5 separate regions of the Mus musculus genome follow, and regions 1, 2, 3 and 5 are each linked to region 4. Evidence: chromatin contacts called from public Hi-C and promoter capture Hi-C data. All regions are on one chromosome and are shown on one strand. The core of a region is the stretch at or near the end of the contact, and the rest is flanking DNA. Distances in the headings are between cores, read along the strand shown.

Region 1 (2,700 bases), core at 63-2,562, 1.8 Mb before region 4:
ATGTGCTACTGTGCCTGGCCCTTTTTTTTCCCCCCTTGAGTGTCTCATTCTGTAGCCTAGGCTAGGCTAGCCTGGAACTCACCATGTAGTCTAGGCTAGATTGAACGTGTTGCAATCCTCCTGCCTAAGCCTCTTAAATGCTGGTGAGGGTCTAGAAGTCAGATAGAGCCCTGAGAGGCAGACAATAAAAAGAGAAGCCACCACTAGGTGACAAAAATGGCGAACCCAGGCTTCTTCTTTACCCTTCTGACCAAGGCCTAACATCTTTTTTTTTTCTTTTTTCTTTATTTATGTAAGTACACTGTAACTTTTTTCAGACACACCTGAAGAGGGCATCAGATCTCATTACAGGTGGTTGTGAGCCACCATGTGGTTGCTGGGATTTGAACTCAGGACCTCTGGGAGAGCAGTCAGTGCTCTATTAACCGCTGAGCCAACTCTCCAGCCCGGTTTATCATTTTCTAAGTCTAGTTTTCCGCTATTCCTGTCAACCTCATGGATCCCGAAGTCCTTTTTTAATGAATTTGCCTTGCCTAATTTACCTAGACCTCACCCCTGCAGCTTGTGCCCAGAGAATCCCAGATGGTATAGGGCTTGCTTTCAGAATTCACACAGTACGGTGGGTGCCCTCTCAGAAGATGTCCAGCCACCCCGCATCCCTTGAAAAATGAGATATACAGCATTTCCCATGGAAACGCAAGTCCCAGGCTTGGCCCACCAGTTCTTGTGGCTGCCATTTAGAATAGGTTCTTTACAGTCACACATGTCACTCTAGTTACACACACGCCCTGGGGGCCCTTTTGTTAGATGCTCCACGTGCATTTTGAATTTACACTCTTCAGAAGAGAGAATCTAACTGGTTTCTCTCTTTTGAACTACTATGGATTATATAGGGTTGGATAGGGTATCATGCCAAGCCCTCAGACTTAACTTCCTGCTTCCTCCGCTCATCCACCGACAGTTTCCCTGCTGTGGGCAAGACGTGGTCACGTGAAGGAGTGAGTGAGGGCCTTAAAGATGGCTCAGTGGGTGAAGGTACCTTTTAGCCAAACTGGGCGATCTGAATTTGATCCCTAGGACATGGTGGGCGAGAACTACCTCCTAAAAATGATCTCTGCCGTGCATACACTTGTCATGCCACATGCACATGAATGTGCGCACACACTCCCCCTAAGTGTAATAAACAGCGTGATTGGTGCGGTTCTGAGTTCCGCTTCCTCCCTCGGGGTGTCTAAGCACCACTGCACACTCCGGGGGTCAGGATGGGGGCATGAAGCGGACGGAACCCGGAAGGGTTGCGTCAGCAGGATCTCGGTCCAGCTGTGAGTTGGGGGCGGGGCTTCTCCGAGGATTTCAGAGTTAGAGCTCTTTTACATGGTGTTCAGTGACTCAGCTTTCTTAGCAGATGACCTGCAGCGAAACTGCTTGCTCCTTTAAATTAGAGGTGAACAAAGGTCATATGAACTGTGAGGAGTGGTTTTCAGGGTGAGAGTAAATTATTGGCTGTGGCGGGGGTGGGGGGTAGGGGGTGGGAATCGGAATGCTTCATTTACATGGAGAGGAATTCCAGGTGCTTTGGAGGCAGGTTCTTAATGGGAGAGATGGAAGTTGAACCTTGGCCACGGACTACATGACTTTCCAGGGGTAGAGGATATGTGCAGGGTCTTGCTCTCCAGATAAGGTCAGGCAAAGAAGGGAAAGCCCCACAGAGAAAGGTAGTCCTCCACTTTGTGCCAAGCTCAGAACCTATCTGGACATGGTGGACTGCCGACCTTAATTGTAGGGTCTTCCAACAAGTAGAGATGTCTTCTGACCTCGTGGCTTCTCCCAAGAGGCCCACACATCTGTCTTAGCTTATTCCATACCAACTACCCTAAAGTCGGGGGGGGGGGGGGACAGGAATGGAGCCATTTAAAGATGGAGATGTTCAAACTGTAGTGGTCCAGCTCAGAAGCAACGCTCTGACGTGGTAACTGATCCCCAAATAACACGATGTAGGTGCAGCTTGCCAGGACTGTAGCCATCTTGATTATCCCTGTGACTATCCTGGAGTAACCCTAGTTAGTGGTCACTGCACAATTTCTTAGCAAACCATGAGTTGATAAGGTGGAGTCATTTATGAGACTTTGCAGTCAGACTGGCAGGATGCACCCGGCTCTTCATGATCATCTTAAGATAAGCCAGCTACCTTCCAGTAGTGTCAAGTCACTTTTGTTCAAGCCTTTAAACTCCCAACTGAGTCAAAATGTGGGATGCCAAATTGGACATTCTGGTGCCTGGGTCCACACTTCTGTCCGTAAATTCCCCCAGTAATTGTCACTCGTTAATTCTAGATGTGTCTGCATCTCTTTGACCTCACAGCCCCTTGTCCTCATCTTTTAGGACTGGGTTGTTCTGGAGGAAACAGAGCCTTGAAGACTTCTATCAGGGGGTCTGTTATATTTATATTTCCTCTCCTCTTGGAAGCTGAGTGGGGTTGGACCTGATTAGTATGTGACTGGCAGACAGTATCCGATACATGCTCATTTAACTTAGAGCACACTTATAGATTGCCTGCTGACTGCCACACACCATGGCTGGATGAGAGGGAGAGAGTCCTGAGTCCCTGATATGTGCCAGGGACTGTTCTAGACACATTCAGGTTCATGGCAGCCCCGTGTGCTCCCCATGATGAGACATGGGACTTGGCCACATGTCATC
Region 2 (2,700 bases), core at 61-2,560, 1.2 Mb after region 4:
GAGAGGCAGCTTGGTCTAAGAGACTGGCTAAGAGAGTAAGGGGTAAACTGAAAGGAGCAGGTAACCAAAATGGCTGAGTTACATGGGGAAGGGCTTCTAGGGAGAAAGGCAGCATGTTTCCCGGGCGGGGAAAAATTAGAGTAGGGGCCAGACATATCTTGTAACAAGTAGGGACTAAGGGATGCAGGCCACAGTAGAAACAGAGACTGTAGGCTGCAAGTCTGGCCATTTAAGATTTACACAGCCAAATATTGCCAGATTTCTTCCTTCCTTCCTTCCTTCCTTCCTTCCTTCCTTCCTTCCTTCCTTCCTTCCTTCTTTTTTTTTTTTTTTGGGGGGGGGGGTTCAAGACAGGGTTTTTCTGTGTAGCCCTGGCTGTCCTGGAACTCTGTAGACCAGGCTGGCCTAGAACTCGGAAATCTGCCTACCACTGCCTACCAAGTGCTGGGATTAAAGGCGTGCGCGCCACCACTGCCCGGCGCCAGAATTATTTCTTAAGTACATCAGTGTTGTTCGATAATAGTCGTTACAGAGGGTCATCTTGGCCACTGGGCAGAATTATGCTTTTCTCCAGAGAAACGGGGCTTTATGTCAGGCCAGAACTTCAGGATGCTTGTATCCGTTAGAGACACGTTCTTTGATACGCTAATGTGTTTAATGGCTGGTTGTAAATCAGGGTTGTCTTTTTTTTGGTTATGGGAATGGAACCTAATGCACATCAATCCCCGGGAAGAAACATTTACAGAATTCTTTCTAACAAGCCTGATAACTTTGGATTTATTGTAAAGGTAGCACTACCTCAGCTAAATTCTACTCTGTGTCACTTATTGTCTCCTAAGCAAGTTGATTAATAAATCCCATCACTCCCACCAGGGAGCTGCAGACCTCCCTCTCCAGCCAGTGGCTCAGAGTCCAGGCCTGGATACCGGCTGACGCTTGGCGGAGCCAAGAGCTAGCAGCAATCACTGCCGGAGACTGGCTATAGTGGCTGCCGCATAAACCTCTGGGTGGGTATCCATGGTGACTGACACACGCCACGTCCAATGGCGGCCTGGTGCCTGTTTGTTTCTCGTCCCAGCCTCCCCAGGGATTGAAGCTTCTTTGACTGACAGCTCGTCCCTGGGCGCTGTTACGTAAGGGGGAGGTACGAGCGCGGCCCCACCCGAGCGGCGCTAACTTGATTGGCAGGACGGAGCTCCAAGCCCCAACACCTCCCGGAAGTACGTTTTTGATGGACGGCGAGAGAGAGCCATTCGGCATGGGTATCCGAGCGGAAGCGCCCAGTCTAGGGCGTGTCCAGGGCGTGTCCCGCTGAGGGCAGGGCGGGGCGGGGCTCTGCGGGAGAGGAGCGGCAGGGGCCGGGCTGCAGGACAGCCGGAGATGCTGTTGGCCCGCGGTGGCGCTCGGCCCCCAGCGCTCCGCACCGAGGGCATCCAGGTAAGCGTCTCACCTCTGGGCTGGTGGCTACCGAGTCGTCAGGACAGAGGGTTTGTGTCCGCGGCCCGGCGTTCGGTTCCCTGGGGTGCGCTAGGGACCGGGGCGACGGCGGCCGCGCGGGGACACGGGGGCGGGGCCGCACCTGTGCGCTGCAGGCACCTGCTGCACCCGAGGAAGAGGGCGGCAGGGTTGGTGGCGCTCTGCTCCGCTTGGTCTGCCCCTCCTGCGCTGGGTCCCGTCTGTCTGGCGAGGGGCTGACATGAAGCCCCAGGCTCTCGGCCTCGGCTGCAGACTAGCGGGCCCAGCCAGCCTCCAACTCGCTTCCAGGCTAGGGCCGGGCACCAGCCTTACATCACCTCGGGACAGGTTTGTCCAGATTCTCTACGTGCTCCGAAATGGGATTGTGCCCCGGGCCAGGGTGCCCGGCCCAGCTAGCTGCCCAGCCAGCCGGGCTGTCGGAGGCCCGGGCTGTTTACTTTTCCTCGGTCCTGTCTGGTGGCCTCTTAATGTGGAATTTCGTAAACCCTTTTTGGGGTGATAACATTAGTTAGCTCTGTGTCACAGAAGAACGATGGTAGCTAGGTCTCATTGGCCCTCTGCGGTATACTCACTGTCGCATAGGTGAAGATGCAGACTTCGCTCAGCTGTGTAAATGCATGCAATCATTTTTTTTTTTTAAGAGTCAGAGGAGCAGGAAGTCTGGTGGTATTTTCTGCGAATAAGGATGGAACCTGTTTTCCTTACATCTGTCATTACTATTGGACGATGTCATGCTATGCTTATGGTAGATTGCTCATCTAGCAAACTGTAGTTTCTGAAAAGTTGGCTACGGTTCCTTGTGCTTATGTTGCTATTGGAACCACTGAGTTAAAAATATGGCTGCGCTGGACGGTACATGGTACCTTTTGGAGGAACTGAGGGCCATGTACTGAATTTTTAAAGGCAGAAGACATGAAAGGTGCCCAGTGCCAGTACATTTACAAATAGGAAATGCCACGCCTCTCAAGAGGTGAAGAAAAACCTTGAGAAAACATGTGTGTCTAGGCAGTGGGTTACTAGTCCTTAAGGAAAATATATAGTTTTCATTTGAGCCAAACAGGAACATAACCCTCCTTGAATTTTTGATGCACTATGGTGTCAGCCACCTTTAAAAGCAGGTTTGCAAAGCCCTACCTGGCTGCAAGTCAGCAAGTTAGTGGGAGAAGTGGGATCCCTGTCCTCTGGTTTAATTACTGGGTGACACTGTCTCCTGGAAAGCACGGC
Region 3 (2,700 bases), core at 126-2,625, 1.1 Mb after region 4:
TTATGTATGTTCTTCATTTTTAAGTGAATTTGTAAAGAAATAATCTGTAGTATTTAAAAGTATATGTGTTTGATTTGAAGTTCATTTATGTCTAAGTAATTCTACCTTTGATAAAAATTAGCTTAAGTTATTGGCATATCAGTTCTGTGGTTGTTGTTTTTAAGAATCTATGTGAAATGAGAACATAGAGAGAGGAAAACATATCATTTAGAGTGGCTTCTGAAATTCCATTTATTTTCAAGCTGATATTTTAAATGTAGTAAAGGTATTCAAAATGTGAAATGAATACAGATTTTTTTTTAAAGTTGTGCCTTTTACAGAAAGTATCTCTTTTGGAATGAAGCCTCAGGCCTTGTTGGCAGCCTTAAGGGCCATTCCCAGTAATACTTTTCTTTTTCATTCACTTCCTCATTAGTATAAAGCCAGACTGTATAGATTTTTGTTTTATTTACTGAGTTTAAAATAAGTAGAAGGCTCGGAGCTGAGGGTGATTCCCCAGTCACGTCAAGCTTCACAGATAATGGTTTTCTGCTGAAATGCAGATCAAAATAAGTTTTCCTGAAGTCTGGCTATCACCTGGGAGGCTACAGAAACGTGAGTTGCCAGGCCTCTCCCTTTGAAATGTCCCTGCGTGTCAGAGAAGCGAGCTGCTGTAGCACCGTTGTTTGCCATGTTCAAGACCCACTAGATAAAGAAACGGTTGTTTTCTCCCTCTGCAGCATCTAGTTGTTCCTATCTCGTGCTGCCTCTAGTCTTCCACGCCTTGATCACTAGCAGATTTAAGCTGTAACTGACACTACATTGGGCTGCAGAGGTAGCTCAGTTGGTAGAGTATGTTCACAGAGCCCTAGGTTGTATCTCGGCATCATATAACCATGTGTAGTGGTACATGCCTACAGTCTTAGCCCTAGAGAGGTGGATACCAGGCCACAAGATTCAGATCATTCTCAGCCACATAGGGAGCTCAAGACCAGCCTATGCCAGAGACCCTGTCTCAGAACAAAGCACTAAGCCTTGGTTAAGGAATCAATCATGATTCTGTCTTCATAATCGTCTCTGTGTCAACAGTCAAGTTATTTGTTCTTCGTTAGCCTGTTGGACTTATTGTAGGGTAAAGCCGCCCTTGCACCCCTTCTTAGTGTCAGTTACCCCGTGTGGTTCAGTACGTCTGAAATTATTACAGACTTGCCGTTTTCTCAGAATTAAGTGTAGATCAGGTGGGCGATGCCTTTTCTTAGTATTGAGTGCTCTTGTAAGTGGAGGAGGCTAGCCCTGCCTGTTAGTTGCTGAGGTTTGGAGCCGTGGACTCCTCTGGAGTGTGTACAGTATCTGAATTCCTTTACTAGTCCACAAAAGCTGCACGCTGCCAACTTCTCTGGCTTTGGAGCTCTAAATTAAGGCCAGTTCCTTTGCTCATCCCACAAACTCTTTCATGTTCCCTAACCGCAGCCTGAGCAAGGCGCCTCGGTTTCAACAGCAGCAGACCAGCATATGTTTACTTAATTCCTAAGACATGATGACAGTGGTCTCTGTGCCACTAAAAGCTTTCTCTTTATTATTTTCGGGTGAAGCTGATTTCCCAGCTCTCCTTGCCTGTCACGTGTGTTTTACAGCGCCTTCAGTGCTGCCCATGAAGAGCAGTGGAAGTTAAAGGAGCAGCAGATGAAAGTGCAGATTGCTCAGCTCGAAACTGCCTTAAAATCTGATCTTACAGACAAAACCGAAGTCCTTGACAAACTAAAGACTGAAAGAGGTACATAGAAATAACCACCCATTTACTTATGCAGACATCTGATGCTTATTTGCTGAGTCAGCCAATACTTCATGTATGCCTACTGTCCGCCAGTCATCCTGCTATCCTCTGGGGACAAAGCAGTGCATATTACATATATATATATATATATGTATGTATGTATGTATAGTGGGGGGGGAGGTATATGTATAATATATGACATACATATATGCCTTATATGTATGCCAAAAGAATTGTTTCTCAGATTCCCTTTTATCCAAGTTGTTTTTCATTAGTTTAATATCCCTAAGTTCTGATCTTTCCTTTATTTCACAGTCAACAAATATTTATTGAACAAGTGCTCAGCATTGTTCTAAGTTCCAAGGATACAGCAAATAAAAGGCTTACTCTCATAACTCATGGAAGCCAACAGTAGTTAGAGAAGTCTGTGATTGTACAGGTAATAGCTGATACAGTGGGGAAGATCCAAAGAAAGCCTCTTGCAGATTTTGAAAGATCAAACCAGAGCAATCTAATAGTAAGATGTCTGTATTTATTCTATTAACCAAGATGCTTTGTCAAAATGTCGCTGTTAAGGAATAATCACTAAACATAATCATATTAGGTCTTGTCTCATAGAGTAAAATGTAATTAAAGATGTCTGGACTGCTGTATTCCACACTGACTCATACGCAGACGCAGTGCACACAGATACACTGTGTTGGGTGAGAGATTTATATTCAAGTTTGGCACCTGTGTGTGCACCCATAAGATACACCCAGGAATATAGTAAGAAGGTTGCTCCTTTGGAACATTTGCAAGTCAGTTACACGAGAATTGTAGAAGTTGGATTCAGCGACATGGTGGCGCATGCCTCTAATCATAACACTCAGAAGACCAAGACAGGAGAATTGCAAATTCCAGACCCGCCTTGGGCTACATAGTAAAACCCTGTGTCCATAACAACA
Region 4 (2,700 bases), core at 79-2,578:
CACAAAGGGAAAGATGCAGCGGGCTGCGCTCGGGAGAACGCTCTGCGCCCTCCTCGCCAGTGCGAATAGCGAAGTTGGCGGACGTCTTGTTCTCCCGAGAGCTGGGCTGGGAGGTGGTTTTTCTCCCTCCACGCTCCACAGTGGCTTCTCCCTCCTGCCGGAGGTCTCTAGGTTGAGCTGGAGACCTGGAATTCAGATCCCAGGGAGAGTCGATGGATGCCGGCGCTCAGGGCACAGCGAGGCCGAGATGACCGCCTTTCTGCGCCAGCAACTGCAGCAGGTGGGCAAGAGCCAGGCCTAAGTAGAAGGGGCCCCGCTAGCCCTTCCTTCCACCCATCCCTGGCAGACGACGAGAAGAGGCTAGAGAGGAGACTCTGGGGTCTCTGGCTGGGGGTGTGACTTTTCTCTGGAACGAGGAAGGCAGTGGGCAAGAAGTGCCCGACGGAGAAGCTGTTCTACCCGAGTCGGTCCCCCAGACGCCCCCGGCCCCTTGCCATCCCAAGTAGCGATGCCTGCTTCTCATGTCTAGCCACGAGCAGCTTGCCCCGTCAGGTCTGTGGAGCCGGAGGGTGTGGGGTCTCGCCCCTTTTGTTCCACTAAGTCGCCTTCCACCCTCGCTCGCCCCCGCCCCAGTTCCACTGCAAACACTGGGCAGTGAACAGTGTCCAACCCAACCGCTGTTTGTTCAGCGAGGCGCTGGCCCGGCAAACACACACCACAGAGTCCCAGGCAGAGTTCTCGGAACACCCCCTCCCCAAACCCCCCACGGCCACACAGTGAGAAGGCAAAACAGACCCTAGTCCCTGGTCTCCACCTCCCGCCGCCGCAAATTACAAACGCACTGAAGCTTTGGGACAGACAGGGGCGCTGGTAAACCAGGACCGCCGGCGGCAGAGTGCACACACCACACATCAAGCATTTTGTGGCCTTTCACAACCCAGCCACGCGCAGGCTGGAGCGTAACAATACACAAAGTTTCCTGTAATGATTCTCACTAGCCAGCAAGCAGTTTGCTCGGTTGGGGCCGTGGCAAACACTAACCCCACGCGGATCGCACAGGGACCCGCACCGCGGCGCGCATTCACGCACGCGCGCAGACTGCCCCCTCACTTAGCACTCAGGATACAGGTTCCGCCCCCGAGAGGTTGGACCCCGCGGACTACATTCTCCAAGAACCTCTAGGCCTACCCCGCCCTTCCCCTACACAGCTTCGCCTCTGATTGGGCGTTGGTCTCCATTAGCCCCTCCTCTGGATGACGTAATCCGCTTCCCTCGGAGTTCCAGCGCCAGGGGGCGTGGCTGGGAGGGTCTTTGGCTGCGTATTGTCATGGAGACCAGAAGCGGTCGGCTGCTGAAGCGGGCGGCTGCGAGCTAGACTGATCGGCACGCGAAACCGGAGCCCTGGAGAGCGTGCGGCGGCCTGAGGCTGCCTCTCGGGCTGACCATTCCGGGTTCGGGGTAGGCCGGAGCTCTTCAGGGAGCGTCCCCGCCCCGACGCGCGGGTCCCCGCCTCCCGCGTCCGCACCGCCCCCCGGCTCCGCCCGCTCAGCCCGGCTAACGGTCGGCGCGGCCTGCCACGAGGGAGCGTCCGCGGCCCGCGCAGAGCCGCGCACCAAGCCGATGGCGGTGGACGCAGCAGGGCCCCGCGGTCTGAGTGCGGGCAGGCGCGCGTGGGCGTGTCTCCCTGGCCCACGCGTGTCCCCGGCATCAGTGTCTCGGCTCTGGTCCAGGACGAAGACTTCTGAAAGCGAGCCAAGGAGGTTTGTGCCACCGAGAGCCCAAGTCTGTCACGCAGACATCCTCATTACATAATCCTGCCACTTGGGCGACTTGACTGTTTCTGTCTCCCCCTCCCCATCTTGCTCCCCACTCTATATTTTTTCTGCTCTCTCTCTCTCTCTCTCTCTCTTTTTTTTTATTTTTTTTATTTTTTTTATTTTTTTTGGTGTGTGTGAAGGACTAGAAAGTGTCCTGCAAGATATTGAAACATTTAGAATTTGCGATTTTGTTTCTCTGGTTGTCACCTCCGCTCTACATCAAATTTAAGGCTCATTTCTTAAGGATGTCTCTATTTTCTGCTTTATTTGCACACTGATGGCTCTGCTGCTCTGCTGGCCTCAGCCGCCTGCGTCTGATACAGAACCGCGTTAATAAGAGAGGGAAGGCGAAAGCTGATCATTAGCAGGCAGACGGAACTCAGATAGCATCTGGCGTCCTTTTCTCCATGTTTACAAGAAAGCTTTTATATTCTCGCTTGGTAAACACATTCTTGCTGGCAAACACAAGGTTTTAACTTTTTATCTTGATACTAGGGGAGAATCAACACTCCTCCCCACACAAACACCTTTTTTTTTTTTTCCTTTCTGTTCCGTCAGCTTTTCCATTTGGGAAACTGTTCACTTGTTAGCTGTAGTTCCGGGTCTCTTGTCGCTGAAGCTTTTTATACACCAGCAGAGGTAGGACCCTCATGCCAGATCACCAAGACTCGTTTATTCCCCCTTACTGCTGCATTTGTATATTTCTAAACATGTACTAGGGCTAGGTTACTCTGTTTTTAATGTTGGCTTGTTAAGCTTCATTTAAAAACTTGCCAAGGGTTTATTGGTTTGTCGTGTCTGCACGGATCTAGTTATGCCTAGCTCTTAAAACATCGAGCTTTAAAATAAGACCTACGATTGTGCTGCCAAGATCTGGCATGGC
Region 5 (2,700 bases), core at 121-2,620, 1.3 Mb after region 4:
ACTAAGCATCTGTTAAATGCCACTTGCATATGTGACACCAGGCTTCATATGACTTAGTCTGTGATTTGAAGTCTCTGCTATGTTATAATACTCATTCTTGCTAATTTACAGCGTCATCTCTAAGGTGAAGTAAGAATTCGTTTGGGAGTATTTGTGTCCTTCAAACCAGAAGTTCTCCTCTTTGCCTGGCTATCGGAAACACTGGGTAAGGAAGGCGGCTACGGTCTCTTCAGCCAGACTGCTTCAGTCTAGGAAATTTTCTGCACACATACACACATTGCTTTAGTTAAGCTTTAGGTAAGCACTTTGAAGTGGGCACAAGTAACAAAACTGCTCACACAACATAACTGAGTTTCACTGTGGTTAAAAACTTGTCCAGAGTCACTCAGACACAGGTCTAAAGCTGCCATGTTTCTTTTTTTTGTGAGTGTAACAAATGGAGAGAGGGGAATTCGATGTGTGTCGATTTTTAAAAAAATAGAAATAAACCGACTCAGAAGAATGGCACAAGTACATCCATATCATAGTTAAATAACACCTTGCTTAGCCTTCGGGTCGGGGGCCTCTTTGCTCTGCTACTTCGATAAGCTTCCATATATAAAATCAAAGGGTCATACGCACAGGCAGCTGAAAAACAATCCGGACTTCCGTGTCACTTCCCATTGGCCCATACAGGGGAGGTGCCTGCAGAGTTGACAGGCACTAGCCCGAATAGCCATTTTCGTCAACTGCAAAGCCCCGTCCCAAGAACGGAACATAACAAGCCTACACCTGGATGACAGCCAAAAAGAGTGCCCAAGTTCAGCAACAAATGTTGTGTGTCTACACCCGCTTTTCATCTGCCCGGGGGGTGGGGGACAATAAATCCTAAGCCATTCTCACACGTAAGCAAGCCTGAAACTTAATGAGTTTCCTCTGACGGCCGCAAAGCCAGGGGGAGGCAATGGTGCGGGGCAAACGACCAAGTGATCCTAGGGCCACCCCGAGTCCCCGATCTCCACGGAGGATCTGAGCACGCACCTCCAGCGTGTAGCTCTCGCTCATGCTGCGGTAGCTGCTCCAGGCCTCGGCGCGCGCCGCCTCGTCCATGTTGAGGCGGCTGCACAGCTCCTCGAACCGCTGCTGGATCTGATGGCTCGGGGACCCCGCGGGCTGCGCGCGATCCGCGGCGTCGCCATCCTCCTCCTCTTCCTCCGAGCTGGCTGCAGCAGCTGGAGGAGGCGGTGGCGACTGGTTGCCTCCAGATGCCATGGCGCACCCCGAGGCCGCGGCTCTTCAGATGCGCTCAGGGCCCGGGCCCGCAGCCATTCAAACCGCGAAGCGCCGGCCCGTCAGCAGCCTGTCCTGCTACTGTGCCGCCCCCAAAGTTCCTCAGTCCCATGCGGGCACCCGTAGGTCTGAGCACGGCCTGCTGGGAAATGTAGTCTCGGCCGGGATCTCAGGGAGACCAAAAGTCATGGAAGAAGAAAGCAAAAAACGAGCTGTGCATCATTTAGGGGTGAATGGACACGTCCTCTACCGTTTTAAAAAGCATCTCTCAATAGTGAGACCATTCAGAAGGCTCGTTTGAAGAGAAAAAGACCAAGAAATATCGACAGGATTTAGTATATAAGCCCTTTACACACATCCTCACCTAGAGGTCCTCAGATAGTAAAGCTAAAAGGTCCAAAGTAAAGATAATAGTTTGCCTGCCCTTTCTAGTCTCTGTTGCTGAGATAAACACGGACTGTAACCAACTCGGAGAGGAAAGGGCTTATTTCATTTTAGTCTTTACAGTTCATCATTGACGGAGGTTAAAGCAGGACGCTGCTTACTGACTTAGCTCCCCGTTGCTTTATCAGCTACTTTCTTAATACAACGCCACCCCCGCGGCCGCCACCTCCCTAGGCAAGACCCACAGGTCAATCCAACAGAGAGGATTCCTCAAGTGACACTCCTATGTCAACGCTATCAATGGCAAAGGTATATTGAGCTAAGAATTGATCTCACTTCACCAAACAAAAACAAAATAAAAAACCCTCAACCCTCAACCCTCAATCACACAAATAATCATGAATGTGTTTTCAAGAATAACTTAAAATGTATATTAGCTATCACATAACTGCTCCTAGATACGGCTAAAGTTTCTTACAGATAAAAGGAAGAGCGTAGAGCAGGGACATCTGAGTGAGTCCAGAGTGGACATGACCCTGAGCCACCTGAGGGAGGAGAGTGCGGGGAGGGGGCGCGGGAGGTGAAGGGAGAGAGGGGAGAGAGGGGAACCAGGTGCAGCAGCTAGAAGGCCCAAAGGTACACCGAGCTAGAAACTAAAATGTCTGGATTATATAGGAAAGCACAGCCCACCCCTTGAGCTGGAGAGTTTTGGGTAGGGGGCTGGCTATGGTAACAGGTAGAGGTTGAGGGCTACCAGGAGAACAGAGCAGCCAGGTCCTCTTTGATATGTTAAATAGGCACCTCAGCCTTTTGTCCCCGGGCTTGAAACTTTCCTATATTTATGATTTGAGGTGTTAAAGCTACCGAATCTCTAACTAAGCTTAGATATGAAGGGAATTTCAAAGAATTTGCTCACGGAAAAGAAACTTTTAAGGCACATTGCATGGGCTTAAGTGGTGAAGAGAATCTAGTGGAGATAAACACATTGATTGAAAAGGGCTGGGGAGATTCTCAGTGGCAAAAAAAAAATCCCTCACCTGAGATCAA

What was found. Promoter capture Hi-C pulls out the DNA fragments that hold promoters and counts their contacts. Hi-C and Micro-C count contacts between places; a contact is called where the count stands out from the background.
Region 1: a Hi-C map of the G1E-ER4 cell line shows a contact between it and region 4, with 8 times the contacts expected there. The contact joins the enhancer-like site here to the promoter of Crnde in region 4. A contact is called at or near these places in 1 of 39 promoter capture datasets (liver) and 2 of 484 Hi-C or Micro-C datasets (both in the G1E-ER4 cell line).
Region 2: a promoter capture Hi-C map of pre-B cells shows a contact between it and region 4, with 3 times the contacts expected there. The contact joins the promoter of Aktip here to the promoter of Crnde in region 4. A contact is called at or near these places in 11 of 39 promoter capture datasets (the 3T3-L1 cell line, 3T3-L1-derived adipocytes, the HPC-7 cell line and 7 more), 7 of 484 Hi-C or Micro-C datasets (CD4 T cells, embryonic stem cells, liver and 2 more), 15 of 115 datasets of contacts at active chromatin or transcription factors (the 230-238 cell line, the NIH/3T3 cell line, the SCID.adh cell line and 12 more) and 2 of 9 other capture datasets (adipose tissue and liver).
Region 3: a Hi-C map of embryonic fibroblasts shows a contact between it and region 4, with 4 times the contacts expected there. The contact joins the enhancer-like site here to the promoter of Crnde in region 4. A contact is called at or near these places in 15 of 39 promoter capture datasets (the 3T3-L1 cell line, 3T3-L1-derived adipocytes, the HPC-7 cell line and 10 more), 1 of 484 Hi-C or Micro-C datasets (embryonic fibroblasts) and 12 of 115 datasets of contacts at active chromatin or transcription factors (the 230-238 cell line, acute myeloid leukemia, astrocytes and 9 more).
Region 5: a promoter capture Hi-C map of hematopoietic stem and progenitor cells shows a contact between it and region 4, with 4 times the contacts expected there. The contact joins the promoter of Rbl2 here to the promoter of Crnde in region 4. A contact is called at or near these places in 8 of 39 promoter capture datasets (the 3T3-L1 cell line, HPC-7-derived erythroid cells, cranial neural crest and 5 more), 3 of 484 Hi-C or Micro-C datasets (B cells, CD4 T cells and embryonic stem cells), 2 of 115 datasets of contacts at active chromatin or transcription factors (large pre-B cells and thymic regulatory T cells) and 1 of 9 other capture datasets (pancreatic islet).

Annotation. Positions count from the first base shown.
Region 1 is chr8:94,189,898-94,192,597 of GRCm38.p6, reverse strand. No RefSeq gene overlaps it. Among named protein-coding and RNA genes, the nearest start is that of Gm39228, 7.8 kb to the right of the region's middle. Within about 2 kb of position 1,312, at least 150 of the 459 cell types and tissues checked have an H3K27ac peak or open chromatin away from gene starts, as enhancers often do. A contact at or near this core is called in the G1E-ER4 cell line and liver, where this site is marked.
Region 2 is chr8:91,132,637-91,135,336 of GRCm38.p6, reverse strand. Aktip (thymoma viral proto-oncogene 1 interacting protein) reads left to right here and starts at 1,310. Exons shown (of 10, transcript NM_001302266.1): 1 at 1,310-1,437.
Region 3 is chr8:91,279,771-91,282,470 of GRCm38.p6, reverse strand. Rpgrip1l (Rpgrip1-like) reads left to right here. Exons shown (of 26, transcript NM_173431.2): 10 at 1,614-1,753. The region is part of intron 2 of Gm36163 (a long non-coding RNA gene); the gene reads right to left. Among named protein-coding and RNA genes, the nearest start is that of Gm36163, 7.4 kb to the right of the region's middle. Within about 2 kb of position 1,375, at least 43 of the 459 cell types and tissues checked have an H3K27ac peak or open chromatin away from gene starts, as enhancers often do. A contact at or near this core is called in the SN4741 cell line, embryonic fibroblasts and fibro-adipogenic progenitors, where this site is marked.
Region 4 is chr8:92,354,748-92,357,447 of GRCm38.p6, reverse strand. Crnde (colorectal neoplasia differentially expressed (non-protein coding)) reads left to right here and starts at 1,328. Exons shown (of 4, transcript NR_110452.1): 1 at 1,328-1,760.
Region 5 is chr8:91,068,727-91,071,426 of GRCm38.p6, reverse strand. It overlaps Rbl2 (RB transcriptional corepressor like 2), which reads right to left and starts at 1,370. Exons shown (of 22, transcript NM_011250.4): 1 at 1,021-1,370. The coding sequence starts at 1,251.